Linked DNA regions of Gossypium hirsutum: region 2 is linked to region 1. Evidence: chromatin contacts called from public Hi-C data. All regions are on one chromosome and are shown on one strand. Each heading gives the region's core, a stretch centred on a gene start, on an enhancer-like site or on the middle of the called end of the contact. The rest is flanking DNA. Distances are from core to core; before and after follow the strand shown. Region 1 holds the start of LOC107926834 (tubby-like F-box protein 5). Region 2 holds the start of LOC121211334.

Region 1 (7,584 bases), core at 2,141-4,640:
ATATTGGAACTTACTCTAGTAGAGAGCATCGGTGAAGGAGTAGGTTAGAGCGCCGATTAGATAGCCAATGAGAGTGCCGTTGAAGGAGAGAGGCTGACGAGAGAGGAGTGAAGAGGTGAGAGAGTAATAATTTTGGCATAATGATAAATTCGTTTATATTTTTTTTGTCAATTTGGCTCTTATTTTTTTAGTTAAATTTGGGCCGTTAATCTTTTATAAAAGAGTCCAATCGCTTTTTTTTTAATGAAAATATTGAGTAAACCATTATTTTTTAATGTTGTCGATGTGGCAACTCGCATGGCAATTCATGTATACATCATGTTAACATAACATTATTTGTCTTATATGTCCCGTAAAATATAATTCAAAAATTATAAAAAACAAAAAATAGATCAAAATTAAAATTAAAATTAAAATTAAAATTTAAAAAATTCATAAAATTAAAAAAAAAGCATAGAGTACATCCGGATTATCATGCAAGCTATCATGTTTAGAAATTTAATATTTTAGTTAGTCTTCTCGTTAAAAAAAATCATTTTGGCTCTTTTTCAAAAGATTAATTGTTAAATTTAGCTTGTTTTAAAAGGTCAAAAGCCAAATTTAACAAAAAAAAAATAAATAAAAAATCAAATTGAAAAAGACATAAACGTTAAAAGCTAAATCTGAAAATATCCCAATATTTTATTTTTACTTTTGAATAATTGGTGAGGATTACCCAATTTTAAAGGTAAGTTTTTTTCTAGAAAAAATCAAAGGGAGGAAAAATTTGAAAAATGTTTTCCCAAAAATATTTTATTTGAAACAAAGATATTCTCACTCTTTTTCATTTTTAAAGAAAAAAAAATCTATTTCCTAAAACTAAATGAATCTTTTTTTTTGAAACCGGTTGAAGGGGATCGGTTCTTCTACGAGAAGTTTTCGAAGTATCATCTTTAGGAATGCCGATTCGATCTCTCAACAGTAGAAGATATTGTTCTCCAAGGAGGGTTTTGTCCCCCTTCGATTAGAATCGTATACGGTTCACAAAGGGGGTCGCCTTGACTAGTATACCCCAATAGGTGACTTATATTCTATAAGTAAAGGGTTTGAATCCCATCAAGAGTGAGCCACTCACGTCGCCTCTTGGTGGGTGATTATACATCCATATATAGTTGAGGCACTTTTAACTCTGTGAACTAAGTCCTTAAGATAGTTGCTCACGGCATGCTAACTCTCGACAGAGTATAGGAGGCAAAACCCTGTCCCAAGGGACAAAACCTTTCATTGTTGACCGTTCAGATTGGTGTACAAAAACTACATTTCAAAGACTTCTTTAAAGAATCAATTCAGTTGTCAACAAAACCTAAATTATACATATTTATAATACATCATTCAAATAGATAATAAGTAACCTTTGATTTTTTTTCCAAAACTGAATAGAACTGACCAAAACCAAGAAAAAAGTACAAGAAAGGAAAAATTGTAGAGACAAGGGAACAAGAAGATTGATGGTAAACAAATTACGACTAACACAAACAGCCAAAGAAGTTTCAGACAAAACTTAAATTGGTTACAACAAAATATGTTTAGTCTCCACCCCCATTGTTAAACAGCCATAACTTCAGAAGATACAGATTCCAGACATCGGTTTCGTCGCTTTTCGCATAACAAGTTTTCGTATACCTTTGTCAAGATTTAGCAACAAATCAAGACTATTTACTGTATTTGTATTCATTCTGTAAGAATACTTCAAACTCAGTGGACTATACTAAAGCAGTCACATAAAATATTGACCTAGCATGGTTGATAATATTAAATTGTCAAAAGCAAACTTTTTTTTTCTAAATATGTGACGATTTAGTATCGATGACTTAAATTGTATCAGCATTTTACGATTCAATTTCTGAAAAGACGAAAAATAGTCTTGGATTATGTTAAATTGTTAGAAAAAAAAATTCTTTTTCGTCACAGTTTATGTTTTGAGATTAGCGAAGAGTTTAAAGTTGTGAACTTCACTTTACTAAACTAGGATTATTTATATGGTTTCAAGTTCCAAAAAGTTGTGTTCCAACGGATGAGTTAGCAATGGCAAAAGTGGCAGCGATAGTAGGGAAAGAGTTGCAATTGAGGGAATGGGTGCCTAACCTTATCGGCCGGGGAGAAAAGCAACCCTATTTTGCACACAAAATGAGGAGATTTAAGGTTGTTAAACCAGCGGTCCCCATTACCCAAATTTGAGAGCAGCCATGAGCATGAAAGGAGAGACATGTGATCCACAAAGCAACTTTTTTTTTTTTGGGGCGGGGGGGGGACCAAGCTAAGCTTGGCGTCAAATTTGATTATTCTTCTTTGCCACTAAACGTGGATGTAACTCAAATTTCCATTTTTCAATGCTTATCCCTTTTCACCTTTAAATTCCTTATCTCCTTTCTATTCGTAATAATAAAAAATCACTAATGTTGAAATTTTTTATGTTGAATCCTTAAACAATCTTTTATTAAAAAAACTCTTCTCATAAAAATATGAACAATGAATAATAAATGGATTCATATTATTTTCAGTATAAAAAAAAAGATTGCAATAGGAGAATTAGAAGAAGCTATACAAATTAGAATTCTGTATTACTTTTTAGAACAAAAAAAGTTTATTGGATTGAATATTTCTAGAAATAGAAGAATATGTATAAATAAAGTGTGATTTCATCATATTCTAGTGCATGAAACTATGAGGGGATGCAAAGATGCCAATGACATTGATTAATCATTAAAAAATGTGTAGAAAAAGAAAGTATATGTGATGCATAGTATAGAGGCTGACTCTGGTTTTGGTGGAAACTTGTGAATGGATGACGTTGTAAGCTTAGCAACATGTGGTCCACCATCATGAAAGTAGTAACAATCAAAGCCCACTGAGCATTGGGAATGGGCTCCTGAACGTGCATTTGTGGAACTTTGCTATCCTCCAATTTGGCATGGGACTCCACCCTACAGTTTCTGCTCTTCTTCACATGGCTCTAACCTTTTCACCCTACCATGTCCTACTATGCCTTTCAAACCTAGCCAAAATGGCAGGTTCTGGTAATGGTTACCACTGGTGTCCCATCTTTGGGGGATTTAAATTTGGTTCAATAACCCGAATCTATTAATTTGTTAATTTTATTATATAATATAAATGGTAATTGAATTTATTAGGCAGAAATGGTTGTATTAGTGGGAAATTGAAGGGAAAGCACTTCAAAACAAGGTCTCCCATCAAATATTAATCAGGTGGGGTACAAAAGATGTATCTCCCAAAATACTTGGCTGATGCCACGTGTCCTGACAGCAGGGCTAATTAAATAATCGTCACGGCAGTCCACGTGAGTAGAGTGTTTCATTAAAGATATATTAAATTTAAAGGTTACTTTTTAACGGACCTTAATTAAAAAAAAAAACTAAAGAATATTATTTTTATTCTAAAACCCAACTTTGGATACTTTTTAAGTGAATGAGCTTTTGTCTTTTTAACAGCAGCAGGAGGAAGAGAGAAAGCGCTGATGACCCCAAACTTGTTGTTATGGAGGCGGCGGTGGTGGGAGGGATGTTAGAATGAAGGCGGTGACAGTGATTATGGCAGTCGTGGCGCCAGCGTTACCAATGATGTGACCATCTTAGGATTCCCGCTCATAAAAAGAAAAGTTGGCACCTTTCCTTTACAAAAAAAAAAAGAAACCAAATAAAGCATTTCTAATAATTTCTTTCATTCTGATTTGATCTTTATTTTTCAGGTTTGTGGTGTTGATTGAACTGTGGGTCCCTAAGATTGTTGGGATGCATCTGGGCTGATTCAGTTCTGGCTTCGATTAGAACCGGTTGGCTTTGAGTTGACCTCCACATTTTTTTTCTTCATCTTGGAATCTCAAGTTTTAAGCTTTTCCGGTCGATGATTCAGGTAAAAAATACCCATTTTTTTAAAAATTGATGTCTATTTATTGGTTATTGATCTTGAGGTTTTCTTTATCTCGTGTTTTCTGGGTGATAAATTTTATTTATTGAGTTTGATTTTATGTGAATTTGCTTATGGTTGAGCTGAGATTTGAATAGTGAAGAAAAATTGAAAAAAAAAAAGAAGAGAATATTTTATGGTGTTTGATATGATATACTATTATTTTCAGTTGAATATTGAGAAATTGAATTTGATGTGCTTATAAGAAGATGTCACTGAAGAGTATTATGCGAGAGTTAAAGGAACTGAAAGATGGGATTGGGAACATGTCAAAGAGGGGAGATCAAAGCAAGCTGTGGCGTAGCCGGACTAGATCCCATGTTGCTCCTGATGAAGCACCATTGGAATCTCAACTCTCAGAACAAAGCCCCTGGGCCAATCTACCACCTGAATTGCTATTGGATATCATCCAGAGGGTCGAAGAGAGCGAGACAGCTTGGCCTGCTCGAGCTGTCGTTGTATTTTGTGCTGCAGTTTGTAGGTCTTGGAGGGAAATTACAAAGGAGATTGTGAAGACACCGGAGCAGTGTGGACGACTCACATTTCCTATCTCATTGAAGCAGGTTAAACACTCTCCTATTAAATATGGCATTTTGCTCCCTATACAATAAACTGCTGGAGCCTTCAAGTTCAGAAAGTAGCTACAAAACTTTGCACGGATATATTGGTTGTATGCATCTTTGTCTTTGTCAGGCTTAAATAATAGTATAGATAAATCTAAAGTATATATTTTCCTAACCTTCTGTGTCTGCACACATTCAGTAATAACTCACATGTTGGTGTCTTTAAGTAATGTTCTTCCATTTAAACGTTTATCTATATCTTCTCTTTGTGCTCATGAACAGCCGGGTCCTCGTGAGTCTCCAATTCAGTGCTATATTAGAAGGGACAGAACAAGTTCTACATTTCTTTTGTTCTATGGTCTGGTGCCTTGTAAGTCATCTTGTTTTTGATGTCCTTAGTTACTATTATTAATTATAAATTTAAAAATATGTACCTTTATATCTTTCTTTATTATCTGAAAAAAAAATCCTCAAATCAAAATGTTAGTGTGGCATCTTAGGTTTCTTTGAATAACCTAAGATGCCAGTCTATCTGTTTTGGTTGGAGAACTCTGAAACATAGTTTATTATTTATTTTGGAAGCAACTTTGTGACATAATCAGGGTTACTCAGCTCTGTAGTGTGAAGCTTCCTCACTTTTTATCAGGTGTTCACTTGTGTTGCTTCTGTGATTTACAGCTGAGGGAGAGAGTGATAAATTGTTGTTGGCAGCAAGAAAGGTTAGAAGGGCAACATGCACGGACTTTGTTATATCTTTGGTTGCAGATGATTTTTCTAGGGCGAGCAATACGTATGTTGGTAAACTAAGGTAAGTCTCACCTTTAAGTTTCTTATGCTTGTCTGATTATTCTCTCATGGCTATACATATTGTGATTTCTTTTCAGGTCAAATTTTTTGGGTACCAAGTTCACTGTATATGACAGTCAATCTCCATGTGACTCAAGGATCCAATCTACTGCTCGACCGAGACGTAGATTCCACTCTAAGCAGGTGTCTCCAAGATTACCTGCATGCAACTATATCATTGGTACAGTTACTTATGAGCTCAATGTTCTGCGGACACGAGGACCAAGGAGAATGCATTGCATCTTGCACTCAATTCCTGTATCTGCTATTCAAGAAGGTGGCACTGCTCCAACACCATCAGCTCTCCCCCAATCCTTAGATGAACAACTTTCTCCCTTGCATAGTTCAAAAGGAAAGGAGCCGATTGTAGACATCATCTCGCCAAGCATCCAAGCCACACCAGTATTCTCCCCAGGCTCACGAGAACCATTAGCCCTTAAAAACAAGGCTCCTAGATGGCATGAACAGTTACAGTGCTGGTGCCTTAACTTCAAGGGGCGTGTGACGGTGGCCTCTGTTAAGAATTTCCAGCTGGTCGCAGCTGTTGAGCCATCACATAATGTATCACCTGAAGAGCAAGAGAAGGTAGTCTTACAGTTTGGTAAAATCGGCAAAGACATCTTCACAATGGATTATCGATACCCTCTATCTGCTTTTCAAGCCTTTGCAATCAGCCTAAGCTGCTTTGACACCAAACCTGCTTGTGAATGATCACCACAGGTTGGGGATCTGCATCATTGATGTTGCCATAGATTATCAAGTACCCCTCTTTCAATGCCATCGCAATCTACAAAGTAGCTTTACGCGAGCTGGCATATGGATGCCAGTATCTCGGTAGGAGATAAATATCTTTCTCCTCTAGATTGCTTCCTGTATTTTAGTACTGTATTTATGGTTGTAATGGAAGCTTTTCTTGTTTGGTCTTTACTGGCTGGCTGATGTAAGTTGTCTGGTGCATGGCTTTTCTGATCATGCAATCTGACTTGTATATTGTTGGATCATCTTAGAATCAAAGTAAATTAACAGCAGGTTGCCTATATCTTGTATCGTTTTCTTATTGATAATAGCTTTTCTTTGATCACGAGTAGTGGTTGGCTAGTTGCAGCTATTTTTCCCTTTAACTTTAAAGTGTCTTCCCATCCAAATCCCAAGGGAAAAGGATTTAAGATCTCTCATATTGTAAGGAAGCCGCACTCTGATTAGCAACCAAACCTTGTGGGGTTGGTTTTTTGTAACCTTTCGAGTTTAAACCAATATATGAGGTTATAAAGTAACAAGAGTTAAAGTTTAAGCTAAAAAGGAGCCAAGTTTAACTAATATATGGGGTTAGAAAGTAACAAGAGATGTTTGAGCTCAAAGTTTGTTTCATTGAGACAACTGTAGGGATATTTATAAACATCATAGAATTATTATCTAAAGTTTAAAATTTAAATTTAAAAACAACAATTCCATCTAAGATTTAAACTTTAAATTTAAAATAATAATCCTTTCAAAACTTTAAACTTTAAGTTAAAAAAAAAATCTACATCTACGGGATAAAATCTTACATGATATTTATAGAGTTTTTATTTTATTTTTAATTATTTTGTTGATATTAACTCCTAATTTTCTGGAGATTTACCTAGATTATTTACATGCCTCACAAGTTGGAGCCATCATCTACACATCATAAAAACTAAAACCGTTATCTAGCAAGATATTTTGTAAGACCATCAACAAGTTGATCAGCCCATCATGTAACCAGATTGAACATGCTGCTTTACAAAGTTATAGTCAAGAGTTAAATGCTTCCTACGAGAATGGAGAATAGGATTTGCATTAAGCTAAGAGGCACCGATATTATCACAGTGAATAATTAGCATTCTATATTGGAGGAGAAATGTTGTTCAAATCACACAAAGATTCTTTGTCCAAATGAGTTTCATAGTGGCATTGACAAGCGCTCCATATTTTGCTTTAGTCAATAATCAAATAGCAATATTTTCCCTTGATTTCCAGGATATGTGATTGCTGCGACTGTTGCCATTCTCTATGGGATTTAGTGATTGCCACATGACGAGCCAAATTGTAGAGTTGTGGATGGAGAGGGTGGCGAGACATTGAGCTGGTTACATAAATCCCACGCTGCAGGGAATATATATCTTGTATGGGTTCAATTTTCAAATGAACACGTGTACTTCCTTGAAACAGTTTCCCCCTTTCTGTTGCAGAC
Region 2 (7,584 bases), core at 1,599-4,098, 170 kb after region 1:
AATCCATCCTGCCAAAAAGTGAAACGGTCTCTTTGAAGAAGAAAGAGCATCAAGAAAGAGAGATAATTTAAGGGGTCTGTGATCCAATTTAAGCTTTTCTAAATGAAGAACTTTTGACAAAGGAAACTTAAGGCACCAAGCATCATTACAAATTGCTCTATCCAATCTCTCAAAACCCCCTCCTTTATTCCAAGTAAAGTTTGGACCACTAAACCAAAAATCATAAGGCCCATGGAATCCATAAAATTACTAAAAAGAGCACATCCTTTTTCCAATTGCACGACCACCTCTTTTTTCACTAGAAGCAAGAGTAGCGTTGAAATCACCAATAGCTAACCATGGAGTCCCATCTACCGGTATAGTATGTTTAAGGGCATCCCATAACTGTTTTCGCTTCTGGCCATTAGGACTGCCATATACGATAGTGACTAAAATTGGTTGACGGAAAGAAATTACAGAAATTTTGAGTAAAATAAATTGGGAGTGATTGCCCAAAATATCCACCGAAATAGAATTTCTCCATCCTAAACAAATACTACCAGAAAATCCCACAGCCTCTACACGATAAGAATATTCAAAAACGAGTTTAGCAATAACAGAGTCAGCTTTAACACCACTAACCCTCGTTTCTAAAAGATCAACCAAATCAGGCTTATGTTCTCTGTTATACTCCTAAAAAATACGAGGGAACTTCAAACCAGCACATCCTTGACAGTTCCAACAAAAAATAGTAAAATTTATATTAAAATAATTTTAAATAAAATAAAATTAAAAATACCACCAAATTATGCAGGTGCAGGACCAATGTCACCAACCTGTTCATCAATGTTACCACTATTTGCATCTGCTCCAAGACCAACTTGCCAATTGATGATGTTAGCCATGGAGTTTATTGCTTTTGTTAAAGGAATTTTAGAAATCCCAGCCTTTTTTAATTTCCCTCCCTTTTCTTTAAAAGTGCGATTAAGAGGAGGGCCACCACGATTATTGCTAACTTTGTTCTCAGGACCTCGCCCTCTGGAAACAGAGAAAGATTTATTAGTGGTAGCTAAGATATTTTTTTTAATACCTTTAAGCGGTTTAGCCACATTATTATCATTGAAGGTAACAGTTGAATGGTTTTTGGGATCCAGAAGATTCACATCTAATTGGACAGCAGATTCACAATGTCTTTCGAACATAGGATTATTTAGGATTAAATTATTTCCCTCACTCCTTGTAGATGCCGAATGCTCATCTACACTATCAATGACCTTATCCAGGCCACTAGAAAGGGCTCCATCGGTCCTTAAAAAACCAGCCTGTCCAGGCCCTTTCGCACATGGCCCATCATGCTTCTCCATCGACAGCCCACTGCCCTTGGAATCCCCCTTTAAAACTTGCGATGTACCTGTAGGCAGAAGAAAGAAATTAAAATTAAAAAAGGGAAAATTTTTAATCAGGTCCTTGTCTTTTTGGGGAAACATATCTGACTCCACAGGCCTTTTCCCCAAAGACTTAGAATTAGGGCCCCCTTCACTCTGGCCCGTCACAACATTTCCTGGCCTGGTGGAAACGAAGCCCAAAGCAGACCCAACTGAAGGCATAAAGCCTACTCTATTCCCATGGGTCACCTCTCCAACCTGACCCAAAAGACTCTTAGAACTAGCCCTACCCGAACCCCCTTTAGAAATAACCCTATCTTCACCACTACTCCTTTCACCAGCAGCACAAACAGTGCCTTCCTTCTCCAAAATTTCCCCAGCAGCTCCACTAATTTCGCCACCTAAATCAGCTTCCACATTTAAAGGCAAAAATCTAGAACCCAACGTTCCCTTTCCCAAATTTATTCCTTCGTTAAACCGAGAACCCCGTTGACCATGCTGGGATTTTCTCTCCACCAACATCCATGGCCCATAATCACTTTCCTTCCCTTACCACCTCCACCGTCATCACCACCAATAGATGCTGTCGTCGCAGCCACAGGGCTCCCCGGGCTCAGATTCACCCCCACCGATGGACACAACTCCTTTGTATGTCCATATTGTCCGCAACTAAAGCACACCGTCGGGAGGGCTCGTATTCAACCTTTTGCACAGCGCCATCAACCAAAACATGAGATATCAGATGTTTTTCAAGATTGATAAGCACAACCAATCGAGCAAACTTTCCTCTAGTTCTGTTATCCGTTTGTACATCCAGCTTGACCACTTTTCCAATTAACCCTCTAATAGCTTCAATGATGTGTTTTTTGTATAAGTAGCCCGGAAGCCCCGGTAAACGAATCCAAGCCATCACCACACTGGGGTATGGTTGTGCTGGGTTAAAAGACTTTGTCTATGGTTGTACCATAAGGTACTGACCAAAAATGATCCATGGACCCTGTATTAAGACCTTGTTATAATCAACAATGTCCTGAAACTTAACCAAGAAATACCCATTAGTAATATCCATTAGATAAAAAGTTTTCACATGTTTCCATAGATTAGTGATACGATTATGAAGCGCATTATATCCGATGTTACGCCCTAATAATTTGAGAATCACCGTCAACTCCATCTACTTAAATAGCAAGTCTTTGATTCGCTCTGAGAAGTCGATTGCAGGGATCCTATTAACTATGGACTTGTTAACATCCCCATCCATTAACTCAAAATCACTCTCATTCTTATCTAAGTTTCCTTCAAGATTTCCATCAAGAAAGGCAACACCTCCCCCCAAAAGTTTGTCTTTAAAAGACAAAATCGGCTGTTGGTCGGAATCAACTGCCATGTTGCTTATTTCTCCATCAACCGCTTCCTTGAATCTTACTTTTTTTGTATTTCGATCACCACCAGAATGAGATTCACTCTCAATACCATTGCCAGAAATCTCTGTCTCCATTCTCTGCAGATTCTTTTAAAATTTAATTTTTAAATAAACAAGTAAAGCTCTAAAAATAAAAGCAGGAAGATTAAATAAAGAGTGCAAAGATTGTGTATAATTAGACCAAATAGAAAAAATACAAAGAATTTGCGTAAGATTCGAGAGTCGCATCTAACTAAACTTCAGTTCATATAACATGAAAAAGAAAACCACTTTTGTTTTTGGTTAGTGCATAAATTGCCTCTTAAAATATACTAATAAAGTTTATTTTGTTATATGGTTTTTCTCAAAGTATTAACACTCTTAAAAAAACAACAGCCTCCTATCCTACCAATTAAAACCTGCCACTTCTCTCTCCTCACTTTTAATTATTATTATTATTTTTAAAATTTAATTTTTATGGAAAGCTTTAGTGTATCATCAAGATTTCTAAAATTATTCGTAACTCTTCTCTAATTCTTAAATAAAAAAAATATATTTTAACACATTCAAATTTATATCTTTTTGTATTAACAAAAAAGTTAATGCCAACTGAAAATAAACTTTTAAGTCTTGAACTGTTGTGTAAATTTCTTTATGTACTAATTTGAGAAAATCTGTATACTTCAGGGGCAATTTGTGCATTAAGTTTGTTTGTTTGTTTGTTTTTGGCATATATAAGGTAACACGTAGTTCTATATTACATTACATCAGGGAAATCAGTGAAAAAAACAGTGCTGAAATTAATTGAACTCTCTCAAATCTCCTAAAGTGAAAGTGAATCACTTGCAAAAGAAAAATGAAGATACGACCTACTACCATTTAAGCATCCACAGCATCGTCATCGTGAAACGTTTCAGTCATTGCTGCATGATCTTGACCGTCAATGAGGGGTGGGGTTTCTTTTCTGTTTCTTCTTCTTCTTCCTTTTTTTTCCTTCTATTTTCTTCTTATCTTGTAAGGTCATGGACATTGAGTCTCCAAGAAAGGAAGGGAATGCCAGTAGCAGAATCTCGATCAGTATCTTCAATGAACCTGAATCCATTGACAGGTGAGAAACATGGAATTTTCTGGCTTTGCGAGTGATGAACCCGTGAATTGTTCTTGTTCTGGTGGTGATGATAGCCAAGATGTTGTAATTGCTCCAACATTGAACCTGTTGCACCTGATGACTTGATTGCATTTGTTGCTCTTCTTTCTTCTTTTCTGAATCGAATTCCACAGGCATTGCAAAGTGACTGCAACTAAACAATAATTTCAAAAAAAAAAAAAACAAAACAAAAGAAAAGAAAAAAGAACCAACTATACTTGTTTACAAAGATAGAATTGTTAATTTGTGATGTCTATTACCTTTGGGCCTCTTGGACCATTCCTCCAAAGCGGTGTAGAAGTGGTGTCACAGTTAGCACATCGGCGAGCTAAGAGAGGATCATTGCCTTTCCCTGAGCTGTTACTACTGCTATTTCCATTGCTTCCACGGCTATCTTTTGCGCTTTGCAGTGGATATGGCATGTTCTTGTTCTGTAACAAGTCCAAGCAAAAGTTAGACACGCAAGAATTACCCGAGCTGCGGCCATGGCGCAAACGCTTGTCACTGTCGTTTACACAAAGGCGTGTGGATGGAGTTCCCAACGAGAGAGTGCAGTCAACAGAAGATGATGAAGAGGACGTGAAACGGTACATGTCTGTTTCATCAAATGATTTGTGGTTTGGCATGGAAAATAGCATAGAGAATGAGTTGTTTTCGCCATGAAACAGACCACATGAACAAGGGCCCAATACCATGTCTCCCTGAGAACTACTGCACTTGCGCATCATTTCTCAAAAAAATTTTGATCTCTATGATTTTAAGTCACTCTTTAATCACCTCAGTTTTAGCACTATGGGATATCAAAAAGATCGAATGGGGTTGGTTCAAAATGTTGATTATATCAACCAACAATTGCCAAAAGAGAGAAAACAGGAAAAACGAAAGGGGATTTAAGATTGAAGAGAAGACAGGCATGAATGCAATTGAAAAAGAGATGGGATGGTGAGTTTATAGGTAAAGGATAAAGGCAAGGGTGTACGATCGAGTTAGCCAAACAGTAAAACTGAGAGGGAAGTGCAATAATATAGTGTTTTGAGTAATAATTAAACTGAGAGAGGTGAATGGTACGGGAGTGGAGGGGACTGAGAAGAGTTGTTGTCTGGTAGCTTTATAAGCTAATAAAATGGCAAAATACCAGTCAGCATCTGCAGTCCACATTGTCGTCAGATGCAAATGGAGATCTGTACATGCGTTGCCAAGAAATATATTAGGAGAATTATTCCAAAACGGAAAGATCTTAAAAAAATTAATTGGTAAGAAAAAAATGAATCGATAGATGATGTCGTCTTGGTGACGGATCAAGCATAAGTTTTAGAAGCATTGGTGTTTATGCTCCCTAAAGTGTCCCGATGCTTAAGTTAGGAAAAGGTCCAATGAGAGTAGGAAAGCAAGCTGGCTTAAAGAGCAAGAAATTGTAAGTGTATACGATAAAGATGAGGGTCGTATTTGGTAGCTATACCAAGCAGTCGAGCTGCCTAGATGGTTGGCCAAAGCACGCATCATCAGTTGCTTGTCTGACCGTACCGGTGCCCTAGCCTACCCAATTTGCTTAGTGGTCAGTTTCTTGGCCTTAGGGTCCTTCTTGGCAAGATCGTCAGGTCTTTATAGCTATTTGTTGTTTCAGGTGTTCCGTCTCCCTAGTTGACAGTCAGACGAGTTGGATGTTTAAGGCCTTGTGGGTTTCGACTTTCTTTCGGCTTGAGCCAGCTAATGTTTGGTAGTGACTAGTTAATAAGGATAACAATCGTTCCCCTTTGATTCGGAGGCTAGTTATAAAGTAGCCAAACGAGGACCTAGAATTATGGGTTAGAAGCGTTGGAGATGAGATAATCTAAAAAGTAAAATATATTGGCCATTTTAGCTTCGACCTCTAGAGGGGTGTCCTTATGGCTTAGCGTGGTATCATCAGTTAGATTGACAAAATGGGTAGTTTTAGGGTAGTTTTCGAGCCTTAAAGTGATACGCGGAGCAAGTTTTGGGTTGTTGTGGAACCTTTAGATGCTGCATAGATTAGGTTTCGAAGCTACTTTGGAGCCTTAATGTGCTACATGAAGTAGTTTTTGAGGGTTTATTATTATTATTTTTTATCTTTAATGTGCCATAAGGAACATGTGGGGCTTTGGATATTTAATGAGTTGCACAGAGCAAGTTTTGAACCTATTTTAGAGCCTAATGTGCTGCACCGAGTAGGTTGTGGGGTTGCTTTAGAGCCTTAGTGTGCTACATGAAACAAGTTTTGAGGCTACTTTGGAGCCTTAATGTGTTGCGTGGAGCAGGGTTTAGGCTGCTGTGAAGCTTTAATTGCTACACCGGGTAAGTTTTGAGTGTGCTGGTGATAAATGGTTTTTGTTTTTAGGGAAGTGGAAACTAATGAGTGCGCATCATGATTATATTTTAGGTCTCGCATTTCACTTGTTTCTTAGGTGAATTTACCTGATTGCATAGCATTTTAGTTAGTTTTGCATTTTCATCCCATGAATTTCATTTCTATTTTTCATGTTTTTATTGCTATTTTACTACTTTTAGTTAGTTTTTATTTGTAATGACTGGTTTAATGGAGTTTAGAAAGAGTATCTGTAGATGCGAAAAAGCAATAAGATTGAGCGAAAGAAGTTGAAAATGTGCAGCAGAGGAAGACCACGAGATTTGCAACGTTGCAGCGCCCCAAGCTTTTGTGATTTCGGTCATGCTTCATTTTCTTGAAACATGTTTTGGTCTTTTCCCATCTAGACAAGTTCCTAAGAACACATTTATATACATAGTTTTATCAGAATAAAAAGGGAGGGAGCATTAGGATAGTAGACATAATCATTTTTACTTATCTTTTCATTGTTCTTATTCTATGACTGATTCATTGTGGGACTTCAATCAACTCTAAAATTTGGTATTGAAGAAACTTCTGCTTCATTGGAACAAGATTTCTAATCTCTCTTTATTTTTATTTTTACTCTATCTACTGTTTTAATTATGTATTTATTAATGTTTGAAGTTTATTTGAATTTCCATAAAAAAAACCTTAAAATGATTAGGGAATTGTAAGTTAATGGATGATGGTAATTAAAATAGACTAATGATTGGTTTAAATGTTGATGGATTAGCTATTCAATTTATAACTAGTAAATAATTTTATATGAAAAATATTAGAAGAGATTGTGACCAGACGTTGATCGGACTCTAATAATTTGATTGAAAAATTACCAACCCAGCTAAAATATTTACCAACTAATAGGTCTACCTATGAGATATACACAAACTTAGATATTTTCTAAAGACCTATAAGCTATATATTAACTCAATTACCTATACCTTAATATCCATTCGCATTAAAACTTATAAATTTCACTATTAGTTGAAATAGAATAGTAAGTATATTATGTCACGTTCTTTATTTTAATTAAATTATATTTGTTTAGTCATTATGATTGTTGCTTTGACAGAGCATTACTTCAATCGGGATTTACCTAGATTTATTTTTTGTAACCTATATTTTGCTGATTAATAAAAATATCATTTTAGCGAGAAACTTGTTTCTTTTATCATGTCATACTTAGAAATAGATTTTAATATTTAATAGTATAAATTAATTATTAGTGTCTAAACAATTTCATTATTCTCTTTTTAGAGTTGATATTCAAAATAATTCTCTCAATCAAGCTCTTTTATTGTAATTT

The links. A called contact is a pair of places that touch in the nucleus more often than the background predicts.
Region 2: a contact with region 1 is called in a Hi-C map of seedling, with 1.9 times the contacts expected there. The contact joins the promoter of LOC121211334 here to the promoter of LOC107926834 in region 1. A contact is called at or near these places in 2 of 34 Hi-C or Micro-C datasets (leaf and seedling).

The regions. Positions count from the first base shown.
Region 1 is chrA12:15,298,399-15,305,982 of Gossypium_hirsutum_v2.1, forward strand. LOC107926834 (tubby-like F-box protein 5) reads left to right here and starts at 3,391. Exons shown (of 6, transcript XM_016857773.2): 1 at 3,391-3,655; 2 at 3,746-3,909; 3 at 4,173-4,526; 4 at 4,809-4,896; 5 at 5,205-5,334; 6 at 5,411-6,409. The coding sequence starts at 3,901. The coding sequence ends at 6,083.
Region 2 is chrA12:15,471,992-15,479,575 of Gossypium_hirsutum_v2.1, forward strand. LOC121211334 reads right to left here and starts at 2,849. Exons shown (of 2, transcript XR_005906650.1): 1 at 1-2,849. LOC107939028 (GATA transcription factor 18) reads right to left here and starts at 5,280. Exons shown (of 2, transcript XM_016872322.2): 1 at 4,174-5,280; 2 at 3,502-4,061. The coding sequence starts at 4,641. The coding sequence ends at 3,774.